Regions from separate parts of the Arabidopsis thaliana genome. Here region 1 is linked to region 2. Evidence: chromatin contacts called from public capture Hi-C data. All regions are on one chromosome and are shown on one strand. Each heading gives the region's core, a stretch centred on a gene start, on an enhancer-like site or on the middle of the called end of the contact. The rest is flanking DNA. Distances are from core to core; before and after follow the strand shown.

Region 1 (5,303 bases), core at 778-3,277, 40 kb after region 2:
GAAGTGGATTATAGTAGGATGTTGGCTCATAAAATAGGTTCAATATAAAACTATTAAATGATAACAGACCTGAGCACGTTCAAAAGTTGTTTTTTGTTCTTCATTTTCGTTTTGTTCCTTATCTTCTAATAAATATTTGATGCTGCAAGGTTCCCACAGTCTGCTGCGCCTCTTAGTCTGTCTTGTTTCTCTATTTATTATTTGTCGGCCAACATCTTGGATCAAGTTATGCATCCGCACTCGGTTTTCTGAAATAGTCACCAGACTCTTCTCCACAAGAACATCAATTCCAACATGTGGAAAGAAACCACAACCCTCAAGCAGTTGCATCACGTAGTCAACATTTTCTCCCTGGAAGAAACAAGCTATGTCCAAAAAAATGTTTTTTTCCCTGTCATTGAGTGTGTCATACGAGCTCTTGATTGCATCAACAAAAATAGCTGGAGGACATTCCTTGAGTTTGAGGAATGCTATCTCCATTTCTGGTGGTCTTTTCTTCCCCATCAGTTCTCTGCCATAGAGATTGAGAGCTAATGGATGGCCATTAGCATATTTAATAACTTTCATTGACACCTCGTGGAGATTCTGCTCTGCCATATCGTCTATAGACGCACACAAAGAGAAGAGTTGAAGAGCCTCTTTCTCATTTAAACCCTGAACCTCGTATATTTGATTGACTCGACAAAGGCGAAACACCGATTTATCTTTGGAGGTTATGATGATTAGACTTTTGGGACCAAACCAGTCAAACCCTCCAAGAAAAGACTCCACAACCAGAGGACTGCGGACATCATCAAGAACAACAAGAACCCTCTTATTGTTTAATCTATCCCTAAGCAAGCTCAATTTCGTAACGGTACCACTAGCACCAGCATTTTCTTTCAAAAACTGTTCCTCCAGCAAACAATAAACACCCTTCTCTTGAATAGCTTTGGTGTAGTCTTCAATAAAGCAATGAGCATCAAACTCACCAGACATTTGGTCAAAGACTGCTTTAGCAAGTGTAGTCTTGCCTATGCCAGGCATACCCCAAATTCCAACACAACGGATGTCCAACGGTTGCTTGTTAATCATTTTCTCAATCTCCAGCAGCTTCGAATATATTCCAATTCGTTCCATATAAAAGAGCTTCTCATACACATCTCTAACAGTCTCTTTTACAAGCTGGGAGTCACTACATTCTTTCCTGCGTCATATTTGTTCAAGAAAAAGAAATGCACTTCATAGAAACACTACACATAAACTTGAAACTGAAATTGTAATGCACTTTTTAAGATTTAGAGCTTATGATCTCAGTTTTAACTCTGTTAGGTATTAACATGACTACACATGAACTTCAATGGAAGAATTCACTGATCAACACAAACAAGGTAGTGAAAGACACTTGCTCTGCGATTCATATATAACTGTGAATAGCTTCACAGAAGAAGATAGTTTATGAATACCTGGAATGGTGTACTGATGAGAATCCTTTCGAATCCAGCGCGCTAAGCCATTCGGTCTCTGATGATCTGACACCGTACAACACCGGAACCACCACTTGATCTTTGTTCTTCTGGCAATCGAGAACCTTCACGAGCTTGTCAAGAGATACCGTACGGTTTCCTGGTAAAATCATAACAGAAACCCTAGCTCTCTCGACCATTGATTGAGACTCGTTGGAAAGCGAATCATCGCTATCGATGAAGACATCGTTTACACCTTTTCGCTGGAGAGCTTTGGAGAGGTGGCTGACGAAGGAGTATCGTACCTCCTCTATGCAGCTGATGTAGACGATTTGCTCACTCTCGGTCATTATTTTAGAAACTGTGCGTCTGGGTCGCACCCGAAACCAACTCTCTAAAACGATTGTGGTCCCTAAGCACTGAAGTTGGCCAATGGTAGTCGCACTCCATTCTCAAGTCAACCATTCTCAAACAGTTGTTGAGGGAGAAGGAGAACCACTCAATTCCTAGCTAAAAACGTCAACAGTTGGAAAAGTAAACTTATTAGATGATTCAACTTGCAAATTGTCTGCCTTGTCTCCCATGGCGGCCTCCTCTTCCTCCACCGGTCTCCCACCACAACATCAAGTATTCATCAATTTCCGTGGAGAAGATTTACGACTCGGATTCGTAAGCCATCTAGTAGAAGCTTTAGAAAACGATAACATAAAAGTCTTCATCGACAACTACGCAGACAAAGGCGAACCTTTAGAAACACTTTTAACCAAGATACATGACTCCAAAATCGCTCTAGCTATCTTCTCCGGGAAGTACACTGAATCAACATGGTGCTTGAGAGAGCTAGCGATGATAAAAGATTGTGTGGAGAAAGGTAAACTTGTTGCTATTCCTATCTTCTACAAGGTAGATCCATCCACTGTTAGAGGTGTTAGAGGGCAGTTCGGTGATGCTTTTAGAGATCTTGAGGAACGTGATGTGATTAAGAAGAAAGAGTGGAAACAAGCTTTGAAGTGGATTCCTGGCTTAATTGGTATCACTGTTCACGATAAAAGGTAGCTGCTTTTGCTCTATTGGTTTGAGTATTAACCCAAAAGCTTGAACCTTTAGTGATTACAATTGTTAGATAAGTTTAGGAACCTTTCATGGTCATGATCTTATTTTCCTCATTTGAGTGAATTAACCAAAAGCTTGACCCTTTAGTATTAGAGTTGCTAGATAAGTTTAGGAACCTTTCATGGGAATCTAGGAAAGTCATGTTGATCTTATTTTTCTCATTTGTATTGTAGTCCTGAGAGTGAAATACTCAACGAAATCGTTAAGGAGGTTAAGAAAGTGTTGAAGAAAGTTTCATTGGAGGGAAGCCAAAAGGTGGTCTCTGTGGATCCATCACAAAGTATTGACACTCTAAGTTCGGTAGGAGGTGAAAAGGATAAGACTTTTGGAATCAAACAACGGTTGAAGGAGTTGGAAGAGAAGTTGGATCTTGTTAAATACAAGGGAACTCGTGTCATTGGAGTTGTTGGGATGCCTGGAATTGGCAAAACCACACTGGTGAAAGAGCTCTATAAGACCTGGCAGGGCAAGTTTTCGAGGTATGCGTTGATCGATCAAATCCGTGGGAAGTCAAATAACTTCAGGTTAGAGTGCTTGCCTACTTTGCTTTTAGAGAAGCTACTACCGGAGTTGAATAATCCTCAACTAGATAGTATTGAAGAACCATACAAAACTCATAAGGGTCTACTGCGTGAACGCAAAGTTCTCGTCGTCCTTGATGATGTTAGTAGAAGGGAACAAATATATGCTCTTCTTGGGAAATATGATCTTCACAGTAAACATGAGTGGATCAAAGATGGCAGCAGGATCATCATTGCAACGAACGATATCTCCTCATTGAAGGGTCTCGTTCATGACACTTATGTGGTTCGGCAATTAAACCACAGAGACGGCTTACAACTTTTTCGCTATCACGCCTTTCATTATGATCAAGCCACTCCTCCAAAGGTGGATTTCATGAAGCTTTCTGATGAGTTTGTGCATTATGCTAGAGGCCATCCACTAGCTCTCAAAATATTGGGTAGAGAGCTTTATGAGAAAAATATGAAGCATTGGGAAACAAAACTGATAATACTTGCTCAAAGTCCCACCACTTATATTGGAGAAGTCGTGCAAGTAAGTTATGATGAATTGAGTTTGGCGCAGAAAGATGCATTTCTCGACATAGCTTGTTTCAGATCACAGGATGTGGATTATGTAGAAAGTTTACTGGTTTCGTCTGACCCTGGATCTGCTGAAGCAATAAAAGCTCTCAAGAATAAGTTCTTGATTGATACATGTGACGGCCGTGTGGAGATGCATGATCTACTGTATAGATTTTCTAGGGAACTTGATCTTAAAGCATCCACTCAAGGTGGTAGCAAACAACGAAGGTTATGGGTCCGTCAAGACATAATTAATGTACAGCAGAAAACAATGGTGAAAGTAGAAGTTCCTCTATATTTTTATTGATCAAAGCTCACATTGTTTTTCTCTTCGCTAATATTGTTCTGTTATTGTTGTTATATATTATTAACAGGGAGCTGCAAATGTTAGAGGTATTTTCCTAGATTTGTCTGAAGTGAAGGTTGAAACAAGCTTAGACCGTGAACACTTCAAGAATATGCGCAATCTCCGGTATCTCAAGTTATACAATTCACATTGCCCTCACGAATGTCTAACCAATAATAAGATAAACATGCCTGATGGACTTGAGCTACCATTGAAAGAGGTTCGATGCCTTCACTGGCTGAAATTCCCATTAGAGGAACTTCCAAACGATTTTGACCCGATTAATCTCGTCGACCTTAAGCTGCCATACAGTGAGATTGAACGACTTTGGGATGGTGTTAAGGTGTGTCTCTTTATAAAATGTTTTGTTGCCTTTTTGCGTTAAATGAACCTGTGTAGCTTTTCTAACTAGTTGCTAAAAAAAATACTGTTCAGGATACACCAGTCTTAAAATGGGTCGATCTCAATCACTCAAGTAAGTTGTGCAGCTTGTCAGGATTATCAAAGGCTCAAAATCTTCAAAGACTGAACCTTGAAGGGTGCACAAGTCTTGAATCTCTTCGAGATGTGAATTTGACGTCTTTGAAAACTCTCACCCTCAGCAACTGCTCAAACTTCAAGGAATTTCCATTGATTCCAGAAAATTTAAAAGCTTTATACTTGGACGGGACATCGATAAGTCAACTTCCTGACAACGTGGGGAACCTCAAAAGACTTGTCTTATTGAATATGAAGGACTGCAAAGTGCTGGAGACTATCCCTACCTGTGTTAGTGAGCTGAAAACTCTTCAAAAACTTGTACTTTCAGGTTGTTCAAAGCTCAAGGAATTTCCAGAAATCAACAAGAGCTCTTTAAAAATTTTACTTCTAGATGGGACATCCATCAAAACGATGCCGCAGTTACCCTCAGTACAGTATTTATGCTTAAGCAGAAATGATCATCTCATCTACCTTCCAGCTGGCATCAATCAAGTTTCTCAGTTAACACGGCTGGATTTGAAGTATTGTACGAAGCTTACATATGTTCCAGAGTTGCCACCAACTCTCCAGTACTTAGATGCACATGGCTGTAGCTCACTGAAGAATGTTGCAAAACCACTGGCCCGTATCATGTCAACCGTGCAGAACCATTACACTTTCAATTTCACCAACTGTGGTAACCTGGAGCAAGCTGCAAAGGAGGAAATCACATCGTATGCTCAAAGAAAATGTCAGTTGCTGTCAGATGCACGTAAACACTACAATGAGGTTTCTCTCAATATTCTAACTCTATCTCCTGTCGCTCTCTGAACCTGTCTCTGATTCTTATATTTC
Region 2 (5,182 bases), core at 1,785-4,284:
AATATCTCTTCACAAGGATCAAGAAGTCAAAAATCGCGCTTGCTATCTTCTCCAAGAGGTACTGTGAGTCAAAGTGGTGTTTGGATGAGCTTGTGACGATGAATGAACAGATGAAGGAAAAGAAACTCGTGGTGATTCCAATCTTCTATAACGTAAGATCGGACGATGTAAAAAGAGCAGCCAATCCCGATGGAGAAGGCAATCTTGATGGAGAGTTTTCCCTTCCTTTTAAGCAACTGAAGCAAAACCATGCAGGGGAGCCTGAGAGGGTCGAGGGTTGGGAGCGTGCCCTGAGATCTGTGACAAAAAGAATAGGGTTTTCCCGGTCAAACTCAAAGTACAAGTAATACTTCAAAATACATGTATTCTTGATTATGTTTGGATCTATGCCCGACTGATCTTTGATTAGTAGATCTCTTTGGTAAGGAGTTTTCCGCAAATCCACCAAGGCACCAACCCACTTGACCGAGCGATATATGCCGAAACTTGACCGCTCGAGTTTTCTTGATGATTCTTGTATTATTGATATAACCAAAAAAAAGTAAAAACCTACTTGCATCATCTTCTTCTTTCTCTAACTCATGTTATAATTTTTTTTTTTGCAGACACGATACCGATTTTGTTTTGGATATTGTTAAGGAGGTTAAGAAACAGCTAAACATACCAACTGACAACAGTTGGTCAGCTATAGGAGTTGCTTTCTTGGCTATAACCATCAACTTGATCTTTAGTTTCTTCATTGCCCCTAAGTATCTCCCTGATCAGAAGTTTTTCCAGACTCCTGAATGGTTCATAGGTACTCTGGCAGTTGTTCTTGCGTCGTGGTTTTGGTACAAAAATAACCAGAACAAAGCACCACCTCCTTCATAAGTGGCTTTTGTGCAACTTTATGCTGTTTGTTTGTGTGTTGTTTAAATGGGGTGTTAAAGATCATTTGGTTGCTTTGTACATTTGTGTGTCTCTTTGTTAATAATTGTGTTGTAATTGTCAGTTACTATTTTAAAGAACAAACTTGTGCTTTGTATTACTCTGTTTCTGTTCTCTGTGTAGGCTCTATGACTAGAAATTCTCATTGCCCTAAAAGTCTTTTGCTTCTCCATTGGTTAGCTAATAATGTAAATGGTTGATTTCATCACTTGTGTGGTGGTCTTTGAGTATTAGCAAATTAAAAGATAAAATGTACCTCTCTTTGCTTGAATCTCTCTTGATATTTAACACTCCCAAAGTCAAAACCCACCAGGAAACGCGCATTCTTGATCAAACCCTTGACCCGGAATTAGAGAGTGATGTGGTTTCTCTTGTTGTTCCTATATAAAAAGAAAAGGCTTAGAAAGGCGTACTGAGTCATGTATTTGGGAAAAAACGAAGAACAAAGAATGGTTCTAGTTATAATTTATAAGGACTAAATGATCACATTTCTTTACCTTTCCAGTCTTTGATTCATCATTAATAATGATCACATTTTGTTGCTTAGCATGAGCTTGCTAGGCATTTAACCTTACTAGACACCATGGATGATCCCGGTTTGGTTTGAGCATAAACAAGAACATTGAGGGTCACTTCCATCTCTCTTGATCATGCGCTTCTCCCGATTAATCATCAGTTTGATTAGCGGTATCTTCTTAGTAACTTGTCTCCAGATCTCGTTCACACTTCCATTTAGATGTGTATAGTCAAAATATCGCCTAACCTACACAAACCAAGTCCATAAACTTCACAAATTGGTTTTCATAAAATCCAAAGAAACTTTCAGAAGACAAATGAAGAAACTCTTCTTACCTCTTTCATAACCTTTTGGTACTTCAAAATCTTTCCTGGTTTCACTTTCCTCAGCTTCTTAACCACAAACCCTGGTTTCAAAGCGGCATCTCTCCTCAAGAATATAGAGAACTTCCTGTAATCTATGACATCTTCAAAAGGTAGCTCAATCCCATCGCTTACAATCACCGGGACACATAAACTAGCAATGGCATCAAATAATCTGCAAGCAGAAGAAGTATCACCAGCTAGATGTAGACAAAACTTAGACGTATGCATTCCTTGTTTAACCGCACGCATATTCTCTCTTGACTGTGTTCCGCGTTTGATCACAACATCCTCTTCTTTCTCAAGCAGCTTGAAAAGCAAATCTCGGACTTTGCCTCCCTATCAAACACACACACACAAACAACAAAGCACATATATTGTTAATAAACCCTTTTCCAAATTCAAGATCACGAACAATGGAGACCAATAAATCTTACATCTTTGCGATATCGATTTCCCATGAAGAACAACAAGTTGGTCCTCTGCTTAACTCCAAGCTCGCCTTCATAAGCATCAATCCTATGAGAATAAGGTATGATTACGTCTTTCACAAGCGACCCTTGGTCTGCTCTTAACCGGTCAAAATCCGTCACAAGCAAAACCGCATTCTTAACCCGATCCATGACCCGTTTCAACGCATTTGGATCACCGGCAACAATCACATGATCCCTCCCATTGTTCCTCCTCCACCATTCTTGACTTTCTAACCAACTCACCAAACTCTCCTGCATCTCCTCATCACTGTACCCAAACCCGGGCCGACCCGAATCCACAATCAAGCTTAACGAAGAGAAAGCAGAGACGTAAAACAAATCCGCCTCAGCCGGGTCAAAAACCCTTACAATCGGAGACCCGACTCGTTTAACTTCGGGTCGGGTAAGATCCGAGTAAAGATACCACTCATGCATATGCTGATGACCCGGATATTTCAACCCGGTGACGTCATCAGATTTTTCTCCGCCGTGTTGCTCGATAACTCCGTAAGTAAAATTCGTCGGCAATTCGTACATGTAAACCTTCGTTTTACGAAAATTTCCCGGAAAATGGAAACTTTCTCGAGAATCAACGAGATTGCGTCGAATTGAGCCAGAGTCAGAGTAAAAACTTGGGTAGAAGAAAGTATTAACGAAGACGAACACTAAGAAAACAGAGAGAACGGAAACTGTGACCTTCTTCGAAGATGAATTATTGGGTTTTCTGATTTTGGGGTTCATCTTGTAAAATCTGTGATAAGAGAGTGAATTGTCTTATTATGATGAATGTGTTACAACATATATAGTACTTAGTCTAGGGTATACACAACTACTAATGACAATTATATCCTTAATATATACAACTCCTTATACACCCCCTCAAGATGGAGGTAATTCTTGAACTCCAATCTTGCTATTGAGCTCCGTAAAACGTGGACGTGGTAAGGGTTTGGTTAAGGCGTCAGCTAGCTGATCCTTAGTCGAAACATGAGAAACTCGCAATGCTCCGGATTGAATGTAACCTCTGACAAAGTGATAATCAAGAGCCACATGTTTCATACGAGAATGAAACACCGGGTTCGCGCATAGATATGTGGCGCCAATGTTGTCGCAGTAAATGACCGGGACTGTGGTTTGTGATATGCCCATTTCCAAAAGAAGAGAGCAGAGCCAACGTAGTTCCGAGGCGGTGTTTGCAACAGCTCGATATTCTGCCTCCGTAGATGAGCGAGCGACACTTCGTTGTTTCTTTGAGGACCATGATACCGGACTGCCACCAAAATAAACGATGTAGGCATTGGTTGAGAGATATGCATCCAGATCACATCCCCAATCTGCATCCGAGAAGGCATGTATTGTTAGAGGCGTATCGGAGCGGAGGAAGATCCCATGCGATTTTGTTCCCGCGAGATACCGAAGAATCCGTTTTGCAGCTTGCCAATGTTCATTGGTTGGACGATGCATGAACTGAGAAAGGCGATTTACCGCAAAAGCTATATCTGGGCGTGTAAACGCAAGGTATTGGAGGCTGCCAAGGACGGTGCGATACTCCGTTGCATCATCAAGAGCCGTTCCGGAGAGAAGAGAGAGCTTTGGCGTCGGTGACATCGGTGTGGACACGGGCTTTGTATCAAGCATATTGTGCTTCTTTAGTAAGTCGGTTATATATTTTCGCTGCATTAGGTGTAAGCCGCGTGAAGTTCTAGTGGCCTCGATCCCCAAGAAATAACTGAGAGGCCCTAGATCCTTTAGAGAAAACCGACTGGCAAGTGAGGCATTGAAGGCTTGTACAAGAGCGTTTTCTCCTGCAATGATTATGTCATCGACATATACAAGAACATACATGAAGGTATTATGCCGATTATAGATAAATAGAGAGGCATCGGCTAGAGAATTGACAAAACCAGCTTGTAGGAGAAATCGTCGTAGTTCTTGATACCAAGCCCGAGGAGCTTGTTTGAGGCCGTATAAAGCTTTATTGAGGCGGCAAACATGACTTGGCCGATCACGATCTATAAATCCCGGGGGCTGCGAAACATACACCTCTTCGTTTAGAGTTCCTTGAAGAAATGCATTGTTGATATCGACTTGATGAATACTCCAATTTCGCTTAACCGCCACCTCTAGAACAGTACGAATAGTGGTTGACTTTATCACCGGACTAAACGTCTCCGAATAGTCAATGCCATACTGTTGGTTGAAGCCTCGAGCTACAAGTCGCGCCTTATACCTTGCAATAGAGCCATCAACGTTATATTTAAGCGTGAAAATCCACTTACAAGAAATAACATGTTTAGCTTCCTCCGGTGACACCAAATCCCATGTGTGGTTTTTCATTTGAGCATTGATCTCCTCTGACATTGCATTTCTCCAATTTGGATCTTTGAGAGCTTGTGCTACTGTCGTCGGTATTGTCGGTTTAGAAGACGTGAGAGATGTGGTGAGGTTAAATTTGGTTTTAGGTTTTGTGATTTGATTTTTGGCTCGAGTACGCATAGGGTGGTCGTTTTGTGGAGGTGGTGGAAGCGGTGGATTTTGTGGTAGTGGTGACGGAGTAGGTGAGTGTTGGTGAACGGACGTAGTTGGCGAAGTAGGAGGCGTGGAATTTTGGGATTGATTTGTATTGGTTGGATTTGGGCTTTTGCTTAGTGGGCTTGTGTTTTGGTTTGTAGGTGTAGTATGTGGGCTTTGTGAAGTTGGGCCAGAAACACTTACTTGGCCTGTGGAGGAAATATTGTCGTCGTTAATGGCGTTTGACGATGATGAAGCGGCGGTCAATGGCACATGCTCTGAAGGTGGAGAGGCAGGAGACGACGGTGAGTGCGGCGGAGAGTGAAAGATCGGACACAAGGGCAAGGCAGTAGGAGGAGCTATATGAGGCGGTCGTTGTAGAAGCGGGATAA

What was found. Capture Hi-C pulls out chosen DNA fragments and counts their contacts.
Region 1: a contact with region 2 is called in a capture Hi-C map of shoot, with 3 times the contacts expected there. The contact joins the promoter of AT5G45060 here to the promoter of ARAD2 in region 2. A contact is called at or near these places in 4 of 26 Hi-C or Micro-C datasets (root, seedling and vegetative nucleus) and 2 of 3 other capture datasets (root and shoot).

Annotation. Positions count from the first base shown.
Region 1 is chr5:18,180,011-18,185,313 of TAIR10.1, forward strand. It overlaps AT5G45060 (Disease resistance protein (TIR-NBS-LRR class) family), which reads left to right and starts at 2,028. Exons shown (of 6, transcript NM_001344584.1): 1 at 2,028-2,497; 2 at 2,732-3,917; 3 at 4,018-4,332; 4 at 4,425-5,237. The coding sequence starts at 2,028. It overlaps TTR1 (Disease resistance protein (TIR-NBS-LRR class)), which reads right to left and starts at 1,963. Exons shown (of 7, transcript NM_180802.2): 1 at 1,446-1,963; 2 at 70-1,186. The coding sequence starts at 1,795.
Region 2 is chr5:18,139,125-18,144,306 of TAIR10.1, forward strand. It overlaps ARAD2 (Exostosin family protein), which reads right to left and starts at 3,035. Exons shown (of 5, transcript NM_180801.2): 1 at 2,244-3,035; 2 at 1,780-2,145; 3 at 1,425-1,690; 4 at 1,184-1,307; 5 at 1-297. The coding sequence starts at 3,020. The coding sequence ends at 1,502. It overlaps AT5G44920 (Toll-Interleukin-Resistance (TIR) domain family protein), which reads left to right. Exons shown (of 2, transcript NM_180800.2): 1 at 1-343; 2 at 606-1,066. The coding sequence ends at 870. AT5G06665 (a long non-coding RNA gene) reads right to left here and starts at 1,307. Exons shown (of 2, transcript NR_142936.1): 1 at 1,184-1,307; 2 at 1-297. It also overlaps the pseudogene AT5G44925.